2 separate regions of the Hordeum vulgare genome follow, and region 1 is linked to region 2. The links are chromatin contacts, called in public Hi-C maps. All regions are on one chromosome and are shown on one strand. The core of a region is the stretch at or near the end of the contact, and the rest is flanking DNA. Distances in the headings are between cores, read along the strand shown.

Region 1 (6,326 bases), core at 2,419-4,918, 370 kb after region 2:
ATGTTTATGGCTAGGAAATCTTAGCCATCTTTGATCAACGAGCTAGTCCAGTAGAGGTTTACTAGGGATACTTTGTTGTCTATGTATCCACACATGTATTTGAGTTTCCGATCAATACAATTATAGCATGGATAAAAAAGTCGTGAACAAGGAAATATAATTCTAACTACTTTATTATTGCCTCTAGGGCATATTTCCAACATGGAGAACAACGGGGGGGTATCCTTGGAATCTTCTGGTGAAGCAGGCGATCATTTCGAATTATGGGCTCTCCGGAAGGAAGTAGTTACGAGAACCTAAAGTTAGAGTTAGTAAAAGTTTTAACTCGAATAGAAGAGAGATCATAACCGGGAGTATAGAAGATGAATAAAAGATCCTAATACCACCCGTTTGAGATGTGGGCCCGTAAGCCACACAACAATGTTAGTATAGAAGATGAATAAAAGATCCTAATACCACCCGTTTGAGATGTCAAGGACTAGACTCAACTTCGGAAAATGAGTTGGAAAGGGGGCTACCTACACGTAGTCGGCTTTCATACCAACTTGTGACGCCACCAACTTAATCGTACGCTAATCATACACGCAAATGCGTATGATCAAGATCAGGGACTCACGGAAAGATATCACAACACAACTCTAGACATAAATAAAATAATTCAAGCTTTATATTACAAGACAGGGGCCACTAGGCTCGAATACATAAGCTCGAGTACATACGAGTCAGCGGAAGCAACAATATCTGAGTACAGACATAACAAACAAGTTTTGCCTTAAGAAGGCTAACATAGATCGAAAAGGCAAGGCCTCCTACCTGGGAGCCTCCTAACTACTCATCTTCGTCAGCGGCCTCCACATAGTAGTAGGCTCTGTCGGGGTTGTAGTAGTCGTTAGCAAGATCAACTGTCTCCTGGGCACCACCATCTAATCGCGGCAATTGTATCGAAAGGGGTGGAAAGGAAGCAAACCAGCGGTGAGTCCTCATCCAAAGTACTCGCAAGACTTACATCAGAACTATGCTAAATATGCATCGGTATAAAAGGAATGGGGCTATATCTTTGGACTAAACTGCATAAATGCCAGAAGAGAGAGGAAAGACCTAGTCCTATCGACGACTAGCATCTTCAGGGTCTTGCAACATTAAAAGAGTTCATATTAGTATAACATATACAAACATGTTGTGGTAAGGCCGAGAGATCCTTCCTCGACTCCCTGCGAAGAAGCGATCCCGGAGCCAACGTTTCAATTTAATAACACAAGTATCCAGTTCTAGTTACAGAAGATCAGGATGCTCTATGAGCATTCGTTACCGTGGACGCGACTATTCGAATAGATATACTTCACTGCAAGGGTGCACCAACTTAGCCAACACACTCGATTAACTCCAGCCAGACACACTTTCCTAGGTCATGCCCGACATCGACTCATAGACACGCCGTAGTCCTACAGAGGCTCAACACAGGCCAACATGTCGGTCTACTCCTAAGTGTTCGTGGGTCTTCAGCCCATCTCCCTTTGCACTCATGCGCGTTACGTGGACGGTCGTGTCAATCCTCGCACCTCTCAATACAAAGACGATGCTTACGCGGGCCACCCGAGCACGTGGCGCTCATTGTGGCACGTGAAGAGCTTTCGGACAAATGTACAACAAAGAGTGCCCATACTTATTCTTGCATGGTGGTTGGTGCGAAAAAGGAAAAAAGTCCTACTCAGATCAAATATCCAAACCCATGAATGTTTTGTTAGCTGCGGTGATGACCAATGATCATGTCGATCCTATCGCCCCGTCTCGAGGACTTGCAGCAAGGGTCAAGCCCATCCCTCTCTCGACGGTCTGCCTGCCCAGCCGCGCCTCGTAATTATTTCACGGGTACCCTTCAGGGCCGACCCGACTCACAAGAGACTGTCAAAAACTCAGGTCCACCTCAACTGGGGTGGTACCGCATGTCCCTTGGTCATTGATGATCAATATCATGATACAAAATCAGGCTATGCATGGGAATAGGAGCAATCAAATACAATATCAACTTCTAATGCGAGCATGGGAGAGAAAGAATTTGGCCATATCGAAATGATCAGGGGGGTTGCTTTACTGGTTACTCTGCTGCAAGTGGATGGTCGTTAGGGGTGTAGACGTACACGGTAGCACCGTTAGTCTCGATGTCTATCGGAGAGAAGAGGGGGAAGAAACAGTAAATATAAAAGCAAACAAATGCATCATGATGCATGTCATGGCAAAAAAGCAGTGCTACACATTACACGCGGCGCGGGAAAATATCTGAGGATATTTCCTGAGTCTCACGCTTTTATCACACACATGAACCGGAGGGGCAAGTTTCATGTTCATCATGTTAAAGGCATGTGACACATGAATGGACATAATTGGATTCATTAGATTTTTTTAATTACCTTTCATATATAAATTATTTTTATCTAACTTATAAATTATTTTATATGATTTTTCAAAAAAATATATTAATATTTTGAAATTAACTGAATTTATTTTAATTGAAAAATACAGGAAAAGGCTAGGTGCAACAGCAATGCACCACAGGCTGACACAGGGGCCAGTTGACTGCTGAGTCAGCAGTGAATTGTGGACCAGTTGACTGGTCAACTCACGAGGCCTAGTAAGAGGGGTTAATTCACAGGATTAATTAATCTTAATTATCCTAATTAACATGTGGGGGCGAGCTGTTGATTTACGACTTAACCAAATTAATTTAGATTAACTTAATTAATCTATAGTGGGGCCCTTGTGTTGGTGGTTTAGAGACTAATTATTTGCTTAAACTAATCTAACCCAAAAATTAACAAGGATTGGCCGCACCTGTCAATGACAGCAGCGTATCATTAGCGCGGTTTTGGCCGGCGGTTCGCCGCCGGCGAGGCCAGACACGACGGAGGGCGTCAGAAATTGCCCTCCGGCCACCAAACGAGCGGCGGAGGGGCTCTATGTGTAGCTGGCGACGCGACGCATCCAATGAGGGGCAGCAGCAGGTCGCGTAGCACCGGAGCTCGACAGGACCGAGCACGTGGCGGCAGCCTGAGCTCATCTGGGAGCGGGCAGGAGGCTGCAGCTGCAAGGGAGCCTATGGGGCTGTGGTATGGGTCCCTGTCGATGCGAGTGCGATTATGCACTCGGAAGCGACCGGTTCGAGCGCTAGGCATGGTGACGACATGGACGGCGGTGAGCAGTGCTCGGGTTCGACGGTTAGCTTGCTAGAGCTCTAAATCGAGCACGGCGTCAAGGAAAAACAAAGCAGGAGCTCACTGGGGTTCGTTTGGAGGTGATGGAGAGGTCGGGGAAGCTCCGACGGCAACGAATCGATCATCGGCGTCCGACGGGCGCGCTCGCAGAAGTCGGGTCAGTGGCGACGAGGTAGGGCAAACGGGCTCGCGTGGATCGTTAGGGAAGACGATGAGGTCTCAACTGAGCCCGATTACACAACGGCAGGGCAAGAGTGGCACGGTGGCTGCGGGGTTCGCGACGGCGCGACGACGAGCGAGCTCGGACCGGAGCGAGGGGGCGCAAGGGAGAAGGAGTGAGAAGCTAGGGTTCGGGGGAGGCACGGGGGAGGTCATATGCATCGCGGGGAGGCAGCGAATGGCCGCCGCGTGGCCATCGGCTGCATGGACGCCGCAGGCGCGTTCAGCGCTCCCCTGTGAGCAGGAGGTAGGGGACGATGGGGTTTGTGGGCTGGGCTGCACTGTTCGCGGGCCGGTTAAGTGCACAGTGCTTCTTTAGTGTTTTTCTTTTCGTTTTTATTTTTCTATCAATTGAATCAGCTATTATTTTCCATTTGTCTCAAAAAAAGCTATTATTTTCCATTTATTTAAAGTAGAAAATATATTTGGTTTGAGTTGAATAAATACTAGGTAATATTCTAGGGCTGTACAAAAAGTTTCAAGCCAATTGGTAAGGTTTAAACATTTTTAGAATTTAAAAAGATCAGGTTGTTTGCTTTTGGACCTCTTATTAATTTCTTAGGGATTTATGTGTGAGTCAAATGATGTTGGTTCCTACATGAAAATTACTTAGTGAATATTTTTAACCCAACCAAGATTTTCCTTTTTAGTTCGAAGTTGAGTTTCTTTTAAATTTGGATTTGGCTTTAATTTTTATCAAGTGGCAATTTTCATAGTAATCATGATGACATGACACTATTAGTGGGAGATCACTACGACGAGAAACTGGGGGTGTTACAATTGGTCCCCTTCAATTCCGTATGTATCAATTTCTCGACAAACCACGTGATGGATGGCAGGCAATACAAGGACATCGGAGACGGAGAGGACATCGTGGACGAGGTGCCCGCTGCCGCGGAAAGTGCATGCAGCGTCAAGCGCACGGATCCGCCGCCGCCCTCAGGAGAAGTCCAGCTTTGACCACCGCCGCATCCTAGGACCTTCCACGCTCGTCATCTACCATGCCACTTCGTTGTAGATTATGCTCCACTGCGGCGTCAACGTCGCCAGTTCCTCCTCTTCGGGGAGGCCTCCTTACTTGTTCTTGCCGCGAGGGACGCTGTCATCCCCGACCAGTTTGCCTTCGTGTTGCTTTGGCTCCATCTCCTCCTTGCACCATGGCCGTCGTCGTCGAGCACCGTAGCATCTCTCTCACTCAAGGAACAAGATAAGGGGAAAATGAGGGAAGGCGGCTAGCTAGAGGGTGAGGGTTCGTTGGGGTACAACAAAGCGATCGTTCAGCCGACACAATGGCGGCGAGGGAGAGGGAGTGCTGGCGGCGACATAAGAGCATCTCCAACAGCCGGCGAGGGAGGGGGGTGCAACCGCCCAACGTGCGGCGCACAAAAATTTAGTTTACAGCACGCACATCGTAAAATTTAGCGCACTGGCTCCAGCGAAAGCTGTAAAATTTGGCGCGCATGGCACTCTAGCAGACACACAAAAACTCAGCGCATGCAACATACATTTTTTATCGTAGAATATTTTTTAAACTATACATAAGGACACATAGCATAGTTGCATAGATAGCATAGATAGATAGAAAACGATAAAAAGCGATTAGATAGATACATAGCATTGATAGCCTAGAGAGATAGAAGACTACCCCTCATCCTCGTCGTCGGACTCCGACGCGCAGGTGTCCGATTTCTCCATCGTGATGAAGGCGTCAGTCCAGCGTTCATTCATCGGAGGACCAAGTCAACGATTCCTTCGGCTCCATCTGGAAGAGTGCGGCTTGCTTCCGCGTACGTCTATCTTCACGATAGGCGGCTTGCTCCGCCCTCCTCTCCGCCCTCCTTTGCACGAATAATTCGCGCTCGTCGAGGACGTCCTGCGGGAACTGCCGACGTCACTCCGCCATGGCATGCTCGTCCATCTCAGCAATACTGAGGCGACGCTCCCGCCTCTGGTCCCGGCAACGGTCCTCTTCGGTGACAACCCGTGGACGAGGCGTGAGGTTCTGCGCTCACTCCAGCGTCATCACCTTGGGAAAATTCATCTCCCTACGAGGCCTATTGTACGCACGGACGACCTCGTGGGCGGTCACGAACGTGCCGAGGCCGAGGCGCATGTCGCCGGATCGGATCTCGACATAGAAGGTCCCAGAGGGGCGCGCGCGGACGCCGCGATAGCCCGAAGTTCCCCGACAGCGCAGCGGCATGGTGGCACGGCGGCGGCGAGGCAAGAAAAAAGGCAGAGGGGCGCGTGACGAGGCGAGGGAGGACGCGTGGCGAGGTGAAGGGGCGACGGTTTTGATAAAAGGGCGTGTGGCGGACGCTACATTTATAGGCGTGCTGGACGCTGCGCGTCATGTGCTATCACGCGCCCATCCTCTTTTTATCTCCTGCACGCAACCGTTTTCCACGCGCCTGACTTTGAGCACGCCGGACCATCCCACGCTCATTAAAATAGCGTTTTAGCGTGTCGTTTACCGTCGCTGTTGGAGATGCGCGTGGGGGGGGGGGGTACCAGTGGTTGGGGTTCCCTGTGCCGTGGTTTTGTTTTTTGGTCAGCTATTGTTGTCCCAAATTTATCACTCCTGTATCAATGCCCAACTGTTGGAGCTCTTTTTGGCCCCAAAACAAAACAAAAAACTTTTTTTTTCACGACTGCGTTTTTTGATCTATTGTTTTGGAGATGATCTATACTTTTTTTTAACGGCTGGAGATGCTCTAAACAGCCGAGAATACAAGTCGTAATCGCACTAAGCACAAGTTTGAACAAGATAACACAGACGTAACTGAAAAAAGTTCACGGTTAGACAACTATTTAGCATGGACTGGAAGGACTGGTAAGGACTGGTAAGATCTATACTATGACTTGCAGCTTTTGCAGTGCTCTTTAGGTTCACCATAC
Region 2 (6,502 bases), core at 3,828-6,327:
CGAGCCTCCTCCAGCGAGGCCCGCGCATCGGTGGGGTTCGTGTAGGTGGAGATGGGTGTCTTCAAGCCGGTAAGAGCGGCCTGAAGTGTATCGGCGGAGACAGCAGCAGGCTCACCAGTGTCTTCTAACGCCTTGCCATGAGCCTTGCTGGTTCCGGCACCGATAACCTTCACCTCCACAATGCTGGAGATAGCGGCGACGTGATACGGGGTAAAGAACCCCAGAAACGACGGAGGACCGTCGAAGACGAGTACATTGCTAGGGTATATGTCGAATGTAGGCGTCTCAGCGATAGAGAGCCTACTGAAGCTAGCGCATAACGCCTTGACATCGAAGTCCTCGCCAGGGTAACGAGGAATGTCCTTGAGACGCAAGTCGCTAAAGAGAACGCTGAGGTTCTCCATAGCAGCGACGACGACGCTGGGGAGCGATTCATCGTCAGACTCCCCATTAGAGTCCGCATGACGGACTGGGACGTCGATCATCATCGATGAAGCCTCATCGAAAGCAGGCTCCACGGGCATGCAGATCGGTCAAGACGCGATGCATACGACGGTGTAAGAGCAGGGCCCCGCCCAGCGCGTGAAGACAGCCGATGCCGCAGACGGCCCCATGGTGGGCGCCAAATGTCGGTGTTTACTCACAACATAAGCCATGGGTAGGCTAAAGATGGTGGGAACTAAAGTGGCACCAGAGAGTGCTAGGAACGAGGATGGTACAAGCATGGAATGCATGATGTACCCAGGTTTAGGGCTCTCCGTAGAGATAACACCCCTAATCCTGCCGGAGTGTATGATGTATAAATGGGAATACAAAGTGCTCCTGGAGCTGTATTGCGGAGGAGGAAGAAGGAGCTGCGGGCTCGCGTCTGCCTGTCCTATGTGATGTGTGTGTGATGACTTGACCGCCCCTCTGCATGGAGGGGGGCCAGGGGGTTTTATAGATGAACCCACCGACCTACAATATGGATAAAAGGTACAAGAGTGGGGCCTAGCTGGCAGCCTCGCCGGCTGGCCAGGGGGCCCACGGGGTCTTGTCTTGTCGCTGGAGGGGCCCGCCGGCTGCGAGGTCCCGTCTGGCTGTGGGACCCGCCAGCTAGCCAATAAGGCTCTCGCGTAAGGTTGACGCAGGTCACGTGTGGTACGTTCGGCGTCGTCCAGCGAGGATCGTCATGGGCAGGCAGTACGGCCGTCTCCACTGTTCCCACGCCAAGTGCAGTAATGGAGTATGAGTTTGAAGGGCAGACACTGTGCAGGGTGATGGATCGGAGCCGAAGGAGGTCAGCGGCGTGGCCGCCGACGCTTGTACCTGCTGTGCACCCTGATCCAATACCTTTGCTGACGCGTAGCCACCTTTAAAACGTAGGGTCTCGTCATGACCTACAGTCTGATGTGACTTGTGCTCCCTAGCCGACTAGTCGCTCGACTAGCCGGGCTGGGCTCGTCTGCCTCGCCCCTAGCCGGCAGGTGCTTCCTGGCCGGCTAGAGAGTTGGTCGTCTCGCCCCCAGCCGGCAGGTACTTCCTAGCTGGCCAGGGGACTTGGTCTTTGCAGAATGGTTCTTGTTGTTCTTCCTTGGTTGAAGGCAAAGGAGTAGGCTCGATGAGCCTACTCCGGGGTTATCCCCCCGACAATGGGATTTGGTAAGGTGGTCATCTCTCAACATTTATCTGTAGAGAAGGTCATGCTTGTTGAGTCCCTTGCATACAATTTGCTTTCCGTTTGTCAGCTTGCAATTATGGGCTTTGCCACATTCTTTAATCTTGATACCGTGACCCTTTTGTGGAGCAAGACTCTTAAAGTAGCCTTTGTTGGACATGTCAAGAACGGTCTTTATGTGCTGAACTTTTCGAAACGACCTACTAGGATCGCAACTTGTCTAATGGCTAAAGTTGATGTGAGTTAGCTATGGCATCACCGGCTAGCTCATGTCAATATGAGAGCTTTGCAAAGTCTCCTCAAAGAGGACCATGTTCGTGCACTAACAAATGTGAGTTTTGCCAGAGACCGTGCTTGAAGTGCTTGTATTGAAGGAAAGCTTCATGAAATAGCTCACCGTCCCACAACTATCATCTACTCTAAAAGGCCTTTGGAGCTTCTTCACATGGATCTCTTTGGTCCTCCATCTTTTGATAGCTTGGAGAAAGAAAGTATTGCTTGGTGATTGTAGATGACTACTCAAGATACACTTGGGTATACTTCTTCAAGAGGAGAGTGAGACTCAACAAACTATCATCGACTTTGCTAATGAAGCTCAACGTCAATATGAAGCAATGATTTTGATGATTAGAAGTGACAATGGCACCGAGTTCAAGAACTACACCTTGAATGAGTTCCTTAGTGACGAGGGGATCAAGCACAAATATTCAACACCCTATACCCCTAAACAGAACAACGTGACGGAGAGGAAGAACTGGAATTTGATGGATGCGACAAGAACCATGATGGCGGAAGCTACATCAATCAAGGTGGACCTGTCACCAAGTGACGCGTGCGACGAATTTTTGCTGCAACCGTAGTTGCATTTTGCTACTACCGGTGAACTTTTTCCTACATCCATCAAGTTGGTGTTGCAAATAAAAACTTTCTTCAAATTTGTTATTTTTTCTAAATCAATGAACTTTTTGAAATACGCAAACTTTGTTCTCAAAATGCATGATATTATTAAAATCAATTACCTTTTTTCAAATCCCTGCAAATGTTTTTCTCAAAATTCAAGTTTTTTTTCAAAATCAATGAAGGTTTTCAAATCTATGATTTGTTTTCAAAACCAGTGAACTTTTTTTATAACCGATATTTTTTTATCAAAATCAGTGAACTTGTTACAAGTTTATGTAGTTTTTAAAAAAATTCATGATTTATTTAATTCTATGTTTTTTCTTCAAAATTTGAATTTCTCTTTAAAATCTACGAGCCTTCTCAAATTCAATGTTTTTTTCAAAATCATGATTTTTTTCACCTTTTTGAGAATTCAATGGTTAACCGTATCAAATTGTTCAACCATGAGCAGTATAACGGGTCACAGGCTAATAAGCTAAGTGAACTTTTTGCATGATGCACGAGATCGCATCCAAGGCTCCTCCCACGCTCCTAGCTCCTAGCTCCGCGCTCCCACGCCGGCGGCCACTCCGGCCCCGGCGTCCACCGCCCTCGGCGCCGGCCACTCCGGCCACGCCGCCCAGCTCGCCATCATGGCTCTCCCCCCTCCCCCCTCCCCCCCCCCCCCCCCCCCCCCCCGCCGCCGCCGCCGGGCTCCGGTGTCCCCTCATCGGCGAGGCGGCCCTCGTCCTCCCCGCCCGCTACGCGCCCCTCGCCGCCTGCCGCTCGCCGCCCCCCCCCCCCCCCTCTGCTCCGAGATTTGTCGGATGCCATCAGGAGGGGTGCACGCACGACGCATGGTAGGCTGCTAGGGGATTTGTCGGCCTCGCCCGCGCCCCTCCTGGCTGCTTGAAGGGGACTGCCCGCGCTGTCTCGACGCCCATCCGCGCTCTGAATGCCGGAAGGATATCCGCTGCGCAAGGTGTCATTTTTTCGGCCACATCGCCAAGCAGTGCCATCTCCCCCGTGCCGCCCCTCCCTCCGCCGACGGCCGCTCCCCCCTCCCATCCGGCGACGCGTCCCCTCCCCGACGGCGGTCGACGGCCGCCCTATGTCGTCTGGCTCGGCGGCGTCCACCCGCTCCTCGTCCGGGATGCTAACACCCGCGTCCTCCGGGCAAGCATCCACCGCCGGCCAGCGCCCCTCGTCGGCTTCCCCCGCGTCCTCCGGGTGGACTGCGTCGGGCGGGCTCGACGGCCCCTCGCCGGCATCCTCGGTGCCTGCAACGTCCTCACGCCCCTCCTCACCAGCCTCGGTGGGCTTCTCCGTCGCCACCCCGCTCTCTGGCCACCCTGCTTCCCGCCCGGCCACGGCTATTTGCTACCTACCCCGCTCCCAGGAGGTCATCGCCACCGAGCGTGCTCTGGAGTGCGCGCTCCCGGTCATCGTCGCGGGCCGGCGCACTAGTGTTTCTCGCGATGAGATTGCCGAGGCCCTTCGCTCCTAGTGCGGCCTTGCCGACGGCGACTTCTCCGTCCACCGGCGCGCTCCGGAGGACTTCCTCGTTCGCTTCAAAGACCCCTCGCTGCGCGCCCGCGTCGCCACCACCCGCGTGCGCACGCCTCGCTTCCGCCTCATCTTCCACCCATGGGGCCGGTCTGCGGGCTCTGAGCCGGTGAAGGCCCTGTTCCTCGTCTCGTTGGAGCTCTTCGGCGTCCCTGACCACGCCTGGCATCGTTCCGCCGCCGAGACTCTGCTCTCTCTGTTCTGCAAGATCGAGCACCTCGCGCCGGAGACTTGGAACATGTCCGACATGTCCGTCTTCAAGCTTGCAGCTTGGACCATCAACCCCGACGCAATCCCACGCTCCTCCGAGCTTCTCGTGCAAGACGACGACGCGGTGGATCTCGACGCCGATCCGGATCGTGTGGAGCGCTTCGCACTCGGGCTCGACTACCGCCGCCCATCTCCGCCTCCGCCTCTGCCGCCCTCCGCCGGCGATGCTGGCCTGGGCCAAGCTCTCCCCCTCTCCCCCTACGTTGGCCGCAGCAGCATGACTTCCCTCCCGCCCAGCCGGACTGCACGCGCCCTCCTCCTCGTTGGGACGGCCACCGGCGTAGTCGCCGTCGGGCGCACGCGCCACCGCCGTGCCGCGTTTCGGCTAGTATCCTAGGGCCCCACCCCGGCAGTCTCGCACCTTTTCACCGGGTCCCCGCGCGTCAAAGGTTGGGTTCTGTTGTCGAAACCGTTCTGCCCAGACAACGGGCCCGCCCCGACAGCCCACCGCCTGCTGCAGAGGCCCACCTGTCCACTCATGTGCTTTCCTGCGGGACCCAGGAGGTTTGGGACGTGCATGATTCGAACGCGCCAATCGCTGTTGGGCCTTCCTCGCCAAGTCTCGAAGATCATGTCGTTCCGCCCCTCCCGTCCACGCCTGTCTCCAACTGCCACCCCACCGCGCCCTCGGATCCCGCGCCAATCCTGCTTGGCCCGGATTGGATGGCCGGCTCGGCATTGGATGCCCCGCCTGGCATGGCCCCACCCTTGGATGCCGCTCCTTTCATGGATCGGGACCCTGGGGCGACGTGCATGACCCCATCACTTCCTCCGGGCCCGCGTCCATCCCATCGCTGCATGGCGCGTCTCCCGCCACTCCACGCCAGGAGCGATGCATGGCGCTTGTCCTCTCGCCTGCTGCCCCCCCCCCCCAGCCCCAGCTCTGCCCCACCTGCTTCTTTCGAGGCGCTGCCACCCAACCAGGAGCCAGCTACGACTGCGACGGATGACCTGGCCATGCAGCCCATGCAGATGGCCGCGAACGACGCCCCTCTCGCCTCCTTTGTTGACGCTATTCCCGTCAGGGCCTCTTCCCTCTTGCGTGCGCCCAAGCCACGGCGTCGACGGAAGGAGCTACCGGCTAACTTTACGCCACGGCGCAGTTTCCGGATCGCCCGGGCCGATCTCGGTCTCAGTTCAGAGAAGAAAGCTAAACGAGTCCTTCTCCGGCGCCTTGGCCTCATTGAAGATGACGACTCCCCCATCCCCAGCGATGTTCTTGACAAGTATGCCCTTCTCTTCGAACAGCCCCTGGCCATGGACGTCCTTTAGGGCATCGCGGACTTCTTTGGCTGGCAGCTCCCGTCTGCGCTCCCTGCGACCGCCCGCGCGGTGAGCGCGCAGCTCATTGAGGCTTAGCACTGTCGATCCTGTAACCCTAACGCCTCCATCATCTTTTTATGGATTACAACTTTAAAGCCATCTGCTGGAACGTTCGTGGCCTGAACTCCGGTGCCAAGTGAACGGCTGTTCGTAGCGTGATCACCGTTGCCACCCCGTCCATCGTTTGCCTGCAAGAAACTAAACTAGCACTCGTCACCGATTCCATTGTGCTTGACACGCTCGGTCCACTCTTTGAGGACTACTTCTTCCTCCCCGCAACCGGCACCCGTGGGGGCATCTTCCTTGCCTGGCGATGTTCGGACCTCTCCCTCTCGAACCCAATCGTTGGCACACACCATGTCACAGCTATCGTTACCCCCCCCCCCCCCCCGGCTGGCGAGGGCCATTGGTGGATCACTGGGTCTACGGACCACAAGACGACGACGCCAAGCTCGAGTTCTTGGCCGAGCTGCACGATGTGCGTGATTCCCGCATAGGTCCGTGGCTCCTTGGCGGTGACTTCAACATGATCCTCTCAGCGGCCGAGAAGAGCAATGCAAACATCAACCACCACATCATGGGCAGATTTCGACGATTCATTGCTGATGAGGAGCTCCGTGACTTATACATGCACGGCCGCCGTTATACGTGGTCTAATGAGCGCAACAACCCGACCCTAGTCTGTAACGACTGCATCCTCTGCACCTGTGGATGGGAGACTGCTCACCCCCATTGCATCCTTCAGTGCCTCTCTTCGGCAGCCTCGCACCACTGCCCGCTCCTGGTCGACTGTGTGGCACGACCACC

Evidence for each region. A called contact is a pair of places that touch in the nucleus more often than the background predicts.
Region 1: a contact with region 2 is called in a Hi-C map of seedling, with 2.7 times the contacts expected there. The contact joins two enhancer-like sites. A contact is called at or near these places in 2 of 6 Hi-C or Micro-C datasets (leaf and seedling) and 1 of 1 datasets of contacts at active chromatin or transcription factors (embryo).

What each region holds. Positions count from the first base shown.
Region 1 is chr5H:146,997,978-147,004,303 of MorexV3_pseudomolecules_assembly, forward strand. No RefSeq gene overlaps it. Among protein-coding and RNA genes, the nearest start is that of LOC123395604, 8.2 kb to the right of the region's middle. Within about 2 kb of position 3,669, at least 3 of the 3 cell types and tissues checked have open chromatin away from gene starts, as enhancers often do. A contact at or near this core is called in leaf and seedling, where this site is marked.
Region 2 is chr5H:146,626,109-146,632,610 of MorexV3_pseudomolecules_assembly, forward strand. No RefSeq gene overlaps it. Among protein-coding and RNA genes, the nearest start is that of LOC123397720, 61 kb to the right of the region's middle. Within about 2 kb of position 5,078, at least 3 of the 3 cell types and tissues checked have open chromatin away from gene starts, as enhancers often do. A contact at or near this core is called in leaf and seedling, where this site is marked.